2 separate regions of the Mus musculus genome follow, and region 1 is linked to region 2. A link is a contact called in public HiChIP or PLAC-seq data. All regions are on one chromosome and are shown on one strand. Each heading gives the region's core, a stretch centred on a gene start, on an enhancer-like site or on the middle of the called end of the contact. The rest is flanking DNA. Distances are from core to core; before and after follow the strand shown. Region 1 overlaps Taf3 (TATA-box binding protein associated factor 3). Region 2 overlaps Taf3 (TATA-box binding protein associated factor 3).

The links. HiChIP or PLAC-seq counts read pairs in DNA pulled down with a chosen protein or histone mark.
Region 1: an H3K4me3 HiChIP or PLAC-seq map of bone marrow-derived macrophages shows a contact between it and region 2, with 2.6 times the contacts expected there. The contact joins two enhancer-like sites. A contact is called at or near these places in 11 of 484 Hi-C or Micro-C datasets (the AML12 cell line, ECoMG-derived neutrophils, bone marrow-derived macrophages and 7 more), 1 of 115 datasets of contacts at active chromatin or transcription factors (bone marrow-derived macrophages) and 1 of 9 other capture datasets (embryonic stem cells).

Annotation. Positions count from the first base shown.
Region 1 is chr2:10,002,120-10,007,029 of GRCm38.p6, forward strand. The region is part of intron 2 of Taf3 (TATA-box binding protein associated factor 3); the gene reads right to left. Among named protein-coding and RNA genes, the nearest start is that of Taf3, 44 kb to the right of the region's middle. Within about 2 kb of position 3,317, at least 16 of the 459 cell types and tissues checked have an H3K27ac peak or open chromatin away from gene starts, as enhancers often do. A contact at or near this core is called in bone marrow-derived macrophages, where this site is marked.
Region 2 is chr2:9,923,941-9,928,744 of GRCm38.p6, forward strand. The region is part of intron 4 of Taf3 (TATA-box binding protein associated factor 3); the gene reads right to left. It overlaps Gm31290 (a long non-coding RNA gene), which reads left to right. Exons shown (of 3, transcript XR_003953758.1): 3 at 1-1,990. Among named protein-coding and RNA genes, the nearest start is that of Gm31290, 9.7 kb to the left of the region's middle. Within about 2 kb of position 2,676, at least 37 of the 459 cell types and tissues checked have an H3K27ac peak or open chromatin away from gene starts, as enhancers often do. A contact at or near this core is called in bone marrow-derived macrophages, where this site is marked.

The DNA.
Region 1 (4,910 bases), core at 2,067-4,566, 79 kb after region 2:
CTTTCTGAGGAGACTGTGTGCATGTCAGGTGGCTCACACCCGTGTACATGTATGAAATGTCAGTAAGGCTCTCCATGCAATTAGATAAACAGATGCTAAGCACGTCCCCCTGAGTCCCCGTGAGTAAAGGTAATGCTTTTGTGGTCAGTGTCTTACTGTCTGACATCTGAGGAAGTAAGTGTGGGGTTAAAGAAGGACAGTCGGACACCTGAGCCTAGAGGAAGGTAGAGGCAAAGGCGGGCTTCCAGTGGAGAATTGAGCTCTAAGCGTATCTGTATGGGAAAGGAAGAGTCAGTGAAGAGAAGACTTGGAAGAGAGGGTGGAGCAATGGAGTGCAGTAGGCAGGCTGTCACATTCCCAGGAACAGCAGCGGCAACCAGAGCATTCAAATATATGGGCTGGGAGAGAGGCCTGGAAATCTCCACTGGAAAACCTCTCCTTGAGCTCTGTAGGTCCTCAGGCTGGAGCTGGAACCACTGGAAATGATTCACTGTTTCAACTCTACAATTTACTTTGACACTTTTTAATTGGCATATTAGAAGTATAAGGAAATCTTGGCCATGTCAAAGGTACCATCAGGTATGGTCTGTCTAATCCGCGGCTTTTCCTTCGTCAGCCCCAATATCAGTGTGAACTGAGAAGTCCTTCCTGGGGTGTGTGGGCTGACTTCAGATGACTCGGCATCGAACACTCCAGGGCTCTTCTCTGCTTCAGCGCCAGGCAGTCAATTCAGCGGCCCTCAACAGTGTGCAGCTCTCACCTGCGTTCTGCTCACCCCTCCCCTATCGCAGCAGAAGTGCAGGGAGTAAAGAAAGGAGGTGGAGAGCAGAGGCCAGCCACCCACAGAGGACCATCGCGAACACAAAGCCTTTCTTGACTCTTGGTGAACACAAAAAGTTCTCTCCAAACAGTGACAATTTTATAAGCAAAAATGTCAAACAGTGGTCATGGCTAAACTATTTTACATAAAACATAAGAACCACCTAATCTTCCTTAGCGAACCCTTTTCTTTTTTTTTTTTTTTTAAATATTTATTTATTTATTATATGTAAGTACACTGTCGCTGTCTTCAGACACTCCAGAAGAGGGAGTCAGATTTCTTTATGGATGGTTGTGAGCCACCATGTGGTTGCTGGGATTTGAACTCCAGACCTTTGGAATTGCTGTCGGGTGCTCTTACCCACTGAGCCATCTCACCAGCCCTAGCGAACCCTTTTCTAATGGTAGTAGTTAACAAACTGCTGAAAGCTTAATTTTTCAAATCGTGTGTGTGTGTGTGTGTTGTGTGTGTGTGTTGTGTGCGCCCAAGTGCACATGCCTATACAAGTGGAAGATGTTGGGTATCCTACAAGCCTTTGTCTTATTCCTGTAGGGTAGGCTTTCTCCATAAACCAGGAGCTGGGCTGAGAGCCAGCAAACCGCAGTCACCCAGTGATCCTTCTGGCTCCTCCCTCCACAGTGCCGCTTGCCCTACACACATCACGCACAGTCATGCCAGGTTCTTTTCATGAGTGCAGAAGGATTCAAACACAGGGCCTCAGGCTTGCATGGCAGGTGTTTGCCCTATGACCCTTCTCCCTAGCCTTTTAGTTACTTTCTTACCATGCTTGCTTTTATTCCACATATGAAAGCTATTTCACACAACATTTAAAGCTATTCTTAATACAGTTAGGACATGTGGCACATGCCTGGAATCTCAGTACTTTTGAAGCTGTGGTTGGAGAACTGCCATTAGCTTGAACCAGGCTGTGGAACACAGTGTGACCTGTCTCACTCTTCACTCAAGAGGTATTGTAAACAACTTTATAATAATATCAATGAATGGTAGTTTTTGCTCATCTTGTAGATTTTACTTCCTGAATACAACTAAAAGAAGTACTGGAAGGCAGATGTCATAGTATGTTCAAGTCAGAGTATTAGATCATGATGGGGAACGGCAATGTGCTACAGTGTACACAGGTTTCTCATTTAAGGTCTGCAGCCGCTCTGAACTCCCACTGCTGCTCTCAGTTACTAAGCAGGAAAGCAGCTCCCAGGCCTAAGAGCCGTGAAGCTGCTTCTCCCCTCTGTCCCCACGCTAGAGACTGAGTGGATAGAGGGCCTGGCTTGTGCTGTTACAGACCACAGCCCTCTACAGATAACATATGTATGTATACTCTAGACTGCAGGCTCTTCTGAGGACCATCCCACTCCACAGTCCAGGGTGTAAATGAGCCCACTGCCCACACTGCTAGCCAGGCAGTCCCCGACTAGCTAGTACTTGTGTCACTTAGTAACCCTGTCAGTTATCAGATCGGTGCAAAAGTATCACATAGCTTGTGATCAAGTGACCCTTACTTTATTTAATAATGGCCCACAGGGAAAGCGGTGATCCTGGTGAGTCAGATGTGAAACCCTGTCTCAAAAACAAAACAAAACAAAACAAAACAACAACAAAAACCCCAAAATCCAAACTGAAAAAAATCAAACAAAGAAAACAAACTATCATCAACAAGAACAAGAAGAAGAAATATACACCAAGCACATCCATTTACAATTGTGGCTCTTGACAAGTTGGACATACTCAGATGCAGACAGAAAACTGCGGTAACTATTCCTTCCCAATGAACCGTGGTCTAACTGATCACTGGTCTAACTGATCATTACTCTGCCACAAGCACAGGTACTGTCTGAACCTAGATTCTATCACTGAACTTGACGTCTGAGAGATTTTTCTACACTCTGTCTTCCTAAAGATCCTTTTTTAGTGTTATATAACATTTCACGGCCTTTATTATATTATTGATAGGTATTTTAATCAGCTTTCATATCTAAAATTTTATATATTTCTCTTTTAAAAGGGTCTCAAAATTTGAGGGTCTTGCCATTGAGTAGTTTAGGCTGGCCTTCAAGTCATAATTCTAGTGCCTCAATCTCTAAAGTGCTTCTGGAATAAGAGCCAAGAAACCTCACTCAAGCGCCACCTCTGTCACTAACAGTTCTGAAATTCCTGCTCATGCCATGCATGCCCGCTGAGGTTGTATTTAGCATGCCTTGCAGCGTGAGGTCAGAGGCACAGCACCTGTGGCCTCTCATTATGCACACCAGTGGCATGTAGTACATACTCAAATGCAGTACACTGAAAAACTAGAGATCTTAAAGTACAATGAGTCCGCCACAAGGGGACCATGACACGAGGAGACAAAGACATGTGCTTCCATCAGACAGGGGCTCCTATCAGCCAGCCGTCTCCAAAATAACACATGAGATCCCAAAGGAGGAGGCATGTGTCATGTGATTAAAGGCCATGTTCTCTATTTCTGTCCCATATTGGCTTTGTAGTTCTCGGTCAAGTCACTTCCTCAAAAGGACTCAGCAGCCAGCCATCTTAGCTCCAACACTTCTGTGCTTTACCATGGCACATTACTAAAGGGAATGTGTATTGCTAGTGTATTAAAATAGTACCCCAAACCCCACTGTATATGATATCATGTTTTGTTCACGGTCCAAGGATTTAGAAGTAAACCGGTGCCAAAATACTGTAAATGTTTCCCCCCTTTGTGCCTTCAAGAATTGAGCAAGAAATGACAACTATATTTTCTTTAACATTTGCAGACAATTTCAGGCTAAGAAATGGGGCTATCTGACTTGGGTTTTAAACACTGAGAAATTAGCTAACTAATAACTGCAAACAGTCAACTATGAAAGGAATGGCAAGGCCTCTAAGTATTCCACCTCAACACCCACCGGGTCTAAGATCAGTCCCAAAGCTACACACTCAAACTGTCTTTTCAGAATTGTATAAAATCAGTATTAACTGCCTCTAAGGACTCAGACACTGCTACTGTCTCATGTACTCTACGAGGCTTTAGACTAAGCGTGTGGTCGTGTGACAGAAGCTATAGCCACATTATAAAGAAAGACTTGAACAGCCCAAGAAGGGCGGCAACAGCAAAACTAAACATGAGGTGAGGGATCGCCACTGGAATGGAGCGAGCGAGCGAGAAGGAACTCCAGAGAGCTCCGCAGGCCAGGCTGACAGTTACTTAGATTGCTGAGGATAAAGGAGGCAGATGAGGTCCCTGTGCAGGGAGAAAGCAGCACGCTTCCCGGCGTCAGGCCACCTGTCTGAGGAGGGGAAGACAAGCTTTAGGAGGTGAAAAAAGCCCTTCCAGCCCACGGGAAGATTTCAGGGGAAATGAGGATCTTGGCATCTCTCCAGTGATAACAATAATTAAACCAAGGAACTTTCACAACTTTTGAAAATATGTGTCGATGTCCAAATTCACAGATTACACGCGACATGACATAACAATTTACATTCATGACTGTAGACAGCTATCACACACTAATTTCTATACCGTCCCTTTCTTTTGTCCCGTGAACACCAGATATCAACAATCTCGACCTAAAGCTTCAACAATAAGTGGTCTTTTAACGAAACCATGAGGAAATGTTTAGAATATGTGCACGTGGGATAACCTACACCTAGACTTTCTTGCCCCAAGTAACTTTATATAAAATGTTCTATTTCAGCTTACAGAACGCCAGGTTCACAGTTAAAAATATGAGTGTTCGCTAAACAGGAAGCTAAAGTGTTGTTTTCAGGAAACAATAATTATTTTAAAATTCTAAAATGTACTTCAGACTGTTTTAAAAAAATTCATCTTAAACAGTGCTCTCATTTCTCTACTAAAATTTTTATTTAACAATTACTTAGGAGCAAAGAAAAGGTAACCATAAAGAGTGCTCCAAGCTATTTACCACACGTGACGTGTCTGCTTCTGGTCAGTAGGTATGTCCCTTCCTTCTACAGAGAAGGCAAAGCCCTAGGCAGAGAAACCACCTCATGTCACAGCTACAGACTTCCGTTCGCCACAACGGGAGCTTCCGACACAGTTTGCAGCCTATTTTCTATCAGTAAAATCAAT
Region 2 (4,804 bases), core at 1,426-3,925:
TGCAGGCTTGTACAGAAAGAAACTATTTGGGCCTTTACATTTTTAAATAAATTATTAAGAACCTTAATATTTATCATTTTATAAGCTAATTAAGATAAGCAATATTTATCATTTTATAGGCTAAGTGGATAAATTAAAAAAGATTTATTCAGTAATGGCTCAATGGTTAAGTGCACTGGCTGTTCTTTCAGAGGACCAGGGTTCAATTCCCAGCACCCACATGGCCGCTCACAACAGTGTGTAGTTCTAATCTCAGGGGACGTAATGTCATCTTCTGGCCTCTCTGGTTATTAGGCATGCACGTGGTACACAGACATATATGCAGACAAATTCTCAAACATATACAAATTAGATAAATAATAAAAAGCATTTTAAAAGTAGGGGCTTAGGACACAAGTCAGTGGTATATTTGCTGAGTACAGCTGAGGCGCTTAGTTCAAGCTCAACCTAACACCAAAACCAGAGAGCTAAACCACAAAGGTCTACATGAGGTTAGAGGAGCAGCCCTGGGTGGGCTGGGCTGAGGTCTGAGAGAGCAAGCTGAGCAACACTCATCCTTTCTGCTTCTTCACTGTGGATGAATGTGAGCTTCTGGGGCCATGGCTTCCTTACTATGATGGGCTGTATCCTCCAACTAGGATGCACAATGGCCCTTCTTTCTTCCCATTGCCTTTGTTCAGTAACAAGAAAAGCAACTGATGTAAGAAACAGCTTCTTTGAAAAATAAACGTCACTTGAGCAAAGGACCTCAGAAGCAGACCTGCATCAGGGGGAATGGGTGTGGTGGTGGAAAGGTGAATACGGTGACAGAATGGCCTTACTGTGAAGACTAAAACGCCAGGACACATAGTGCTGTAGGTCTGAGGAGGGACGGGCAGCCGGCATGGTGCTTCTGAACGGTTTATAAAACCATGATGGATAACCCTTTGGCTAACCAGGTAGCTAGCTCATGCCTTCAATCCTAGTGGCTGGGAGGCAGGGACAGGCACATGTGAGTTTGAGGCTAGCCTGGTTTACACAGTGTGTTCCAGGACATTCAGGGCTATAGACTAAGACCTGTGTCAAAATACCACATTATATAAGTAGTCACACACTTATTTTTATCAAAAAGAAAAAAATAGTTGTGAGTAGTATAAATCCAAGTTTTCTAAGGAAAAATACAAGCATGAATATTTGTGTGTAGTTACAAAAAAAGTTCAAAAGCATATACTCAAGTGTGTGTAAACTATTCAGAAACTGCCTCAGTAAGCTGGGATTACAGGCTACTTTTCCTTCGCTTATCCATAATTAACATATAAATCTTAGAGTAAAATTAACAAAAAAGTAAAAATATACACATCTAGGTATCTCTGGGAACTTAACACAATGATGGCTTGCCCAGTACCTTCTAGGGAAATGCTGGCCACGTTTAGTGATACATAAATGGCATGGAGCCCCAGGTTAAGTCAAAGGGCAGCACAGCACAGGTGACTGCCATCGCTGATGGAGAGCAAAAGCCTAAAGTCCAAGGAAGCAGCGAAGAGAGGCTTCCCGGTCTATGCTGTTTGTTTGTGTGGCTAAAGTAATAAATGCGTCCTTTAGCTTTTGCTATGGTTTGCATGTGGTTTGTTCCAGAAGATACATATGCTCGTGTGCTGGGTCTTCAGTGTGTTGATATGACAAGTGGAAGGATTGTCTAGAGGTGGGGTTTAGTGTGAGGGAACTTATGCATGTATCGTGTGTGTGTGTGTGTGTGTGTGTGTGTGTGTGTGTGTGTGTGTAAGGACAAGTTATTAAAGTAGACACATGATTTTATAAGACAAACTATAAATTATAACTACTTCCCCAGCTCTTGAAGTTCAGAGTTTCCTAGAGTTTGAGTTATTTTGAGTTTAGCTTCTAAGAGACTTAGGCTAGTTGAATATACAGTTTTCAAAACAATTCTTTCTTTTCTTTCCTTTCCTTTCCTTTCCTTTCCTTTCCTTTCCTTTCCTTTCCTTTCCTTTCCTTTCCTTTCCTTTCCTTTCCTTTCCTTTCCTTTCCTTTCCTTTCCTTTCCTTCCTTTCTCTCTCTCTCTCTCTTTCCTTCCTTCCTTTTCTTTCCTCCTTTCTTTTCTTTTCTTTTCTTTTCTTTTCTTTTCTTTTCTTTTCTTTTCTTTGTCTCCCTCCCTTCCCCCTCCCTTTCTTAAGAAAAATTCTTTTATTATCTAGTTTTAGCAATATGAAAAATCACATAGCAGTACAACATAGTCCAGGCTCTCCGACCAGATCTGCTAACCTGTCATCAGCACACGATTTAATCACAGTGGAGAAGATTTTGGTCCTGCTTGCTCTTGCCTTCCTGTTGACATGCACAGTAAGTTCCCCTTCAGAGCTTCCTGTTGAGTGCCAGCGGCTCCCAGAGAAAGCAATGCAGTCCACAAGTGTGCCCCGCAGTGGCTCTGCTGCTAAAGTTACAGCTCTTGGAGGATTTAGTCACAGTGCTCTAACTGCTAGAAACACTGGCGTTATTCATACAAATGTGTGGAAGGAGGGACTGTCAGAGGGATTTCTTTACCTGTTTCCCCACCACAAACAGAATGGGTCATGAGCTGTAATGCAAACTCACAGCTTGACAAGTCAATAAAGAGGCAGGCCGAGCCTCCCAGCCCCCCAGAGCCTCCAAGGTTAGAAGCAAACACAATTTGGATATGTTCTGCACAGGAGGTTTAATGATCCTCATTATTCCGCTATTGTGTGCAAACACTATGAAACCAGTAATCTAAATTATCAGAGTCCAAATAACTGGCTACTCAAGTGCTCTCAGTTGAAAAGTTCCCTCACAATGGCTTACTTATTTACCTAACAGTGAGTGGCCATTTTTAGATGATGACATGACAGAGAAAAGCACAGTAGTCATGTTTAGGGAGAGCGGCCATGTGACCTTCTGAACACAGAAATTAGTCAATGCAGAACAATCACTTTGAGGAAAAAGCATGTTGCTTAAATAGCAATTCTCCTAACTTTCTTATACATATTTAATTTTAGATTTCAGACATACCATCTGCCACAAGAAACACATTCTCACATGTTAAATGAACCTCTTCTCACAACAAATTCGGACTATTCCTGAGAGTTTACAGTACTCTGGCTGGGATACCTCGAGGTTGGTTTGTGACATGAATATGTATGTCTAGTCTTCCTGTTTTTGCATTTTCACTTTTATGGAAAGCCCCAGATAGACCTAGCCTAAATGTGGTAGTCAGTCTGGTGTGCACTCACTGGCAGATTTAAATACTATGAAAGTCACTCACTTCCAGCAATCTCCCTTCGGAGACCACCTATGAGTGCTCCATGCTCCCCTTGCCCCATGTGGGGAAAGGCGGCTGCGGTGTCTGCCTTGGCAGGAGCTGGTGGGCTGGTGAACTTAGACCCAGTCCTCATCGAGGCCTTCAGATGGCGTTTCCTTGACTGCAACTTCTAAGACCTGAGTGAAAACTGCTCAAACCCTCAGAAGCCAGCGGGGAGGCCCATTGTTTAAAACAGCTAAATTCCAGGCCTATTTGTTGTATGGGAATGGAAAACAAACACACCAAGTTTTCCACTTTTCTAGCTTCAGTATCTAAGCAAATATTCCAAACTTGGGAGGAATTCTATTTTAGAGTATCAGTACTTAAAATGCCAAACAGTGAGACAGTCATTTCCATATTTCACGTTGATCAAATACCCAAAGACAATTATGAGAATCAGTTTTATGTTGATTCTTCAAATCAATCATTATTCCTTATTCTTCTTGATCCTCACAGCTCAAAATTTAACATTCGTATAATTATAAGACAACGATAAATGGATTTAATTCCTCCAGCTCATGGCTTTGCCTCCTGAATATTTACATCGTCTCATAAAATGCGTATTTTATCTTGTCATAGCCCAAGTACACATCAAGTAGCAAACATTTTATCTTTTAATGCAGGCATGACCTATTTGAAAAATGAAACAAATTGCATGAAGTAATTAGAGAAAAACATCACCATTATAGAATCTTGTTTCCAAGGGAGAGGCCCAAATGATTATACTTCTATTGTCAAATGTTCAAAATCTGTAAAATACCCTAAAAGGGCACCAAGACTCAGATAAGTAATGAATAACGAACATTTCATTGGGCTTGCAAGAAGATGCGGCAGAGCGATAACAGACTAAGGAAAGCGGAAGGATGAGCTCTCAATAAGCCATGGGGATCGGGAAGAAACAAACACTCAGAAGCCAGCACTCTCTAACTTTGGAGTCAGGTAAATCATTCTCTATATTCAAGAAAATTAATTTGTTTTTTAAGACAGGGTCTCACTATATAGCTCTGGCCGGCCTAAAACTTGGTATGTATGTTAGGTTAGCCTTGAAGGATCCGCTTGCCTCTGTCACCCAAGTGCCACCACACTTGGTTCAGAAAATGAACTTTTACAACTGTCTTAGAATGAACAATAAGCAGAAATGAATGATATGGCATCCCCAAGCATGTCATAATGATGAGATAGTAAACATTTCAGGAGACTAGGATGCTGGTATATTGATCACACATCCATAGAAAAATGTAAGAATATATGCCGAGTGAGGTTAACACCTTATTAGCTGTAGGCCAGGTCACTTCAGAGGCCTTCAAAGCAATACAATGCTACTGTTCCTAGAAACCCAGTGGAATTCCAGTAAGACTCTGCTGCCAAAGATATGTGCTCTGGATGCCGGACACTGAGAAACAAAGCTGGAACTGAGCAGTAGGCTTTATAACTTCCTGCCAACTACCTTCATAATGCAGAAAGATGCTATGCATGCTGTTGGTGGATAAGGGTCAT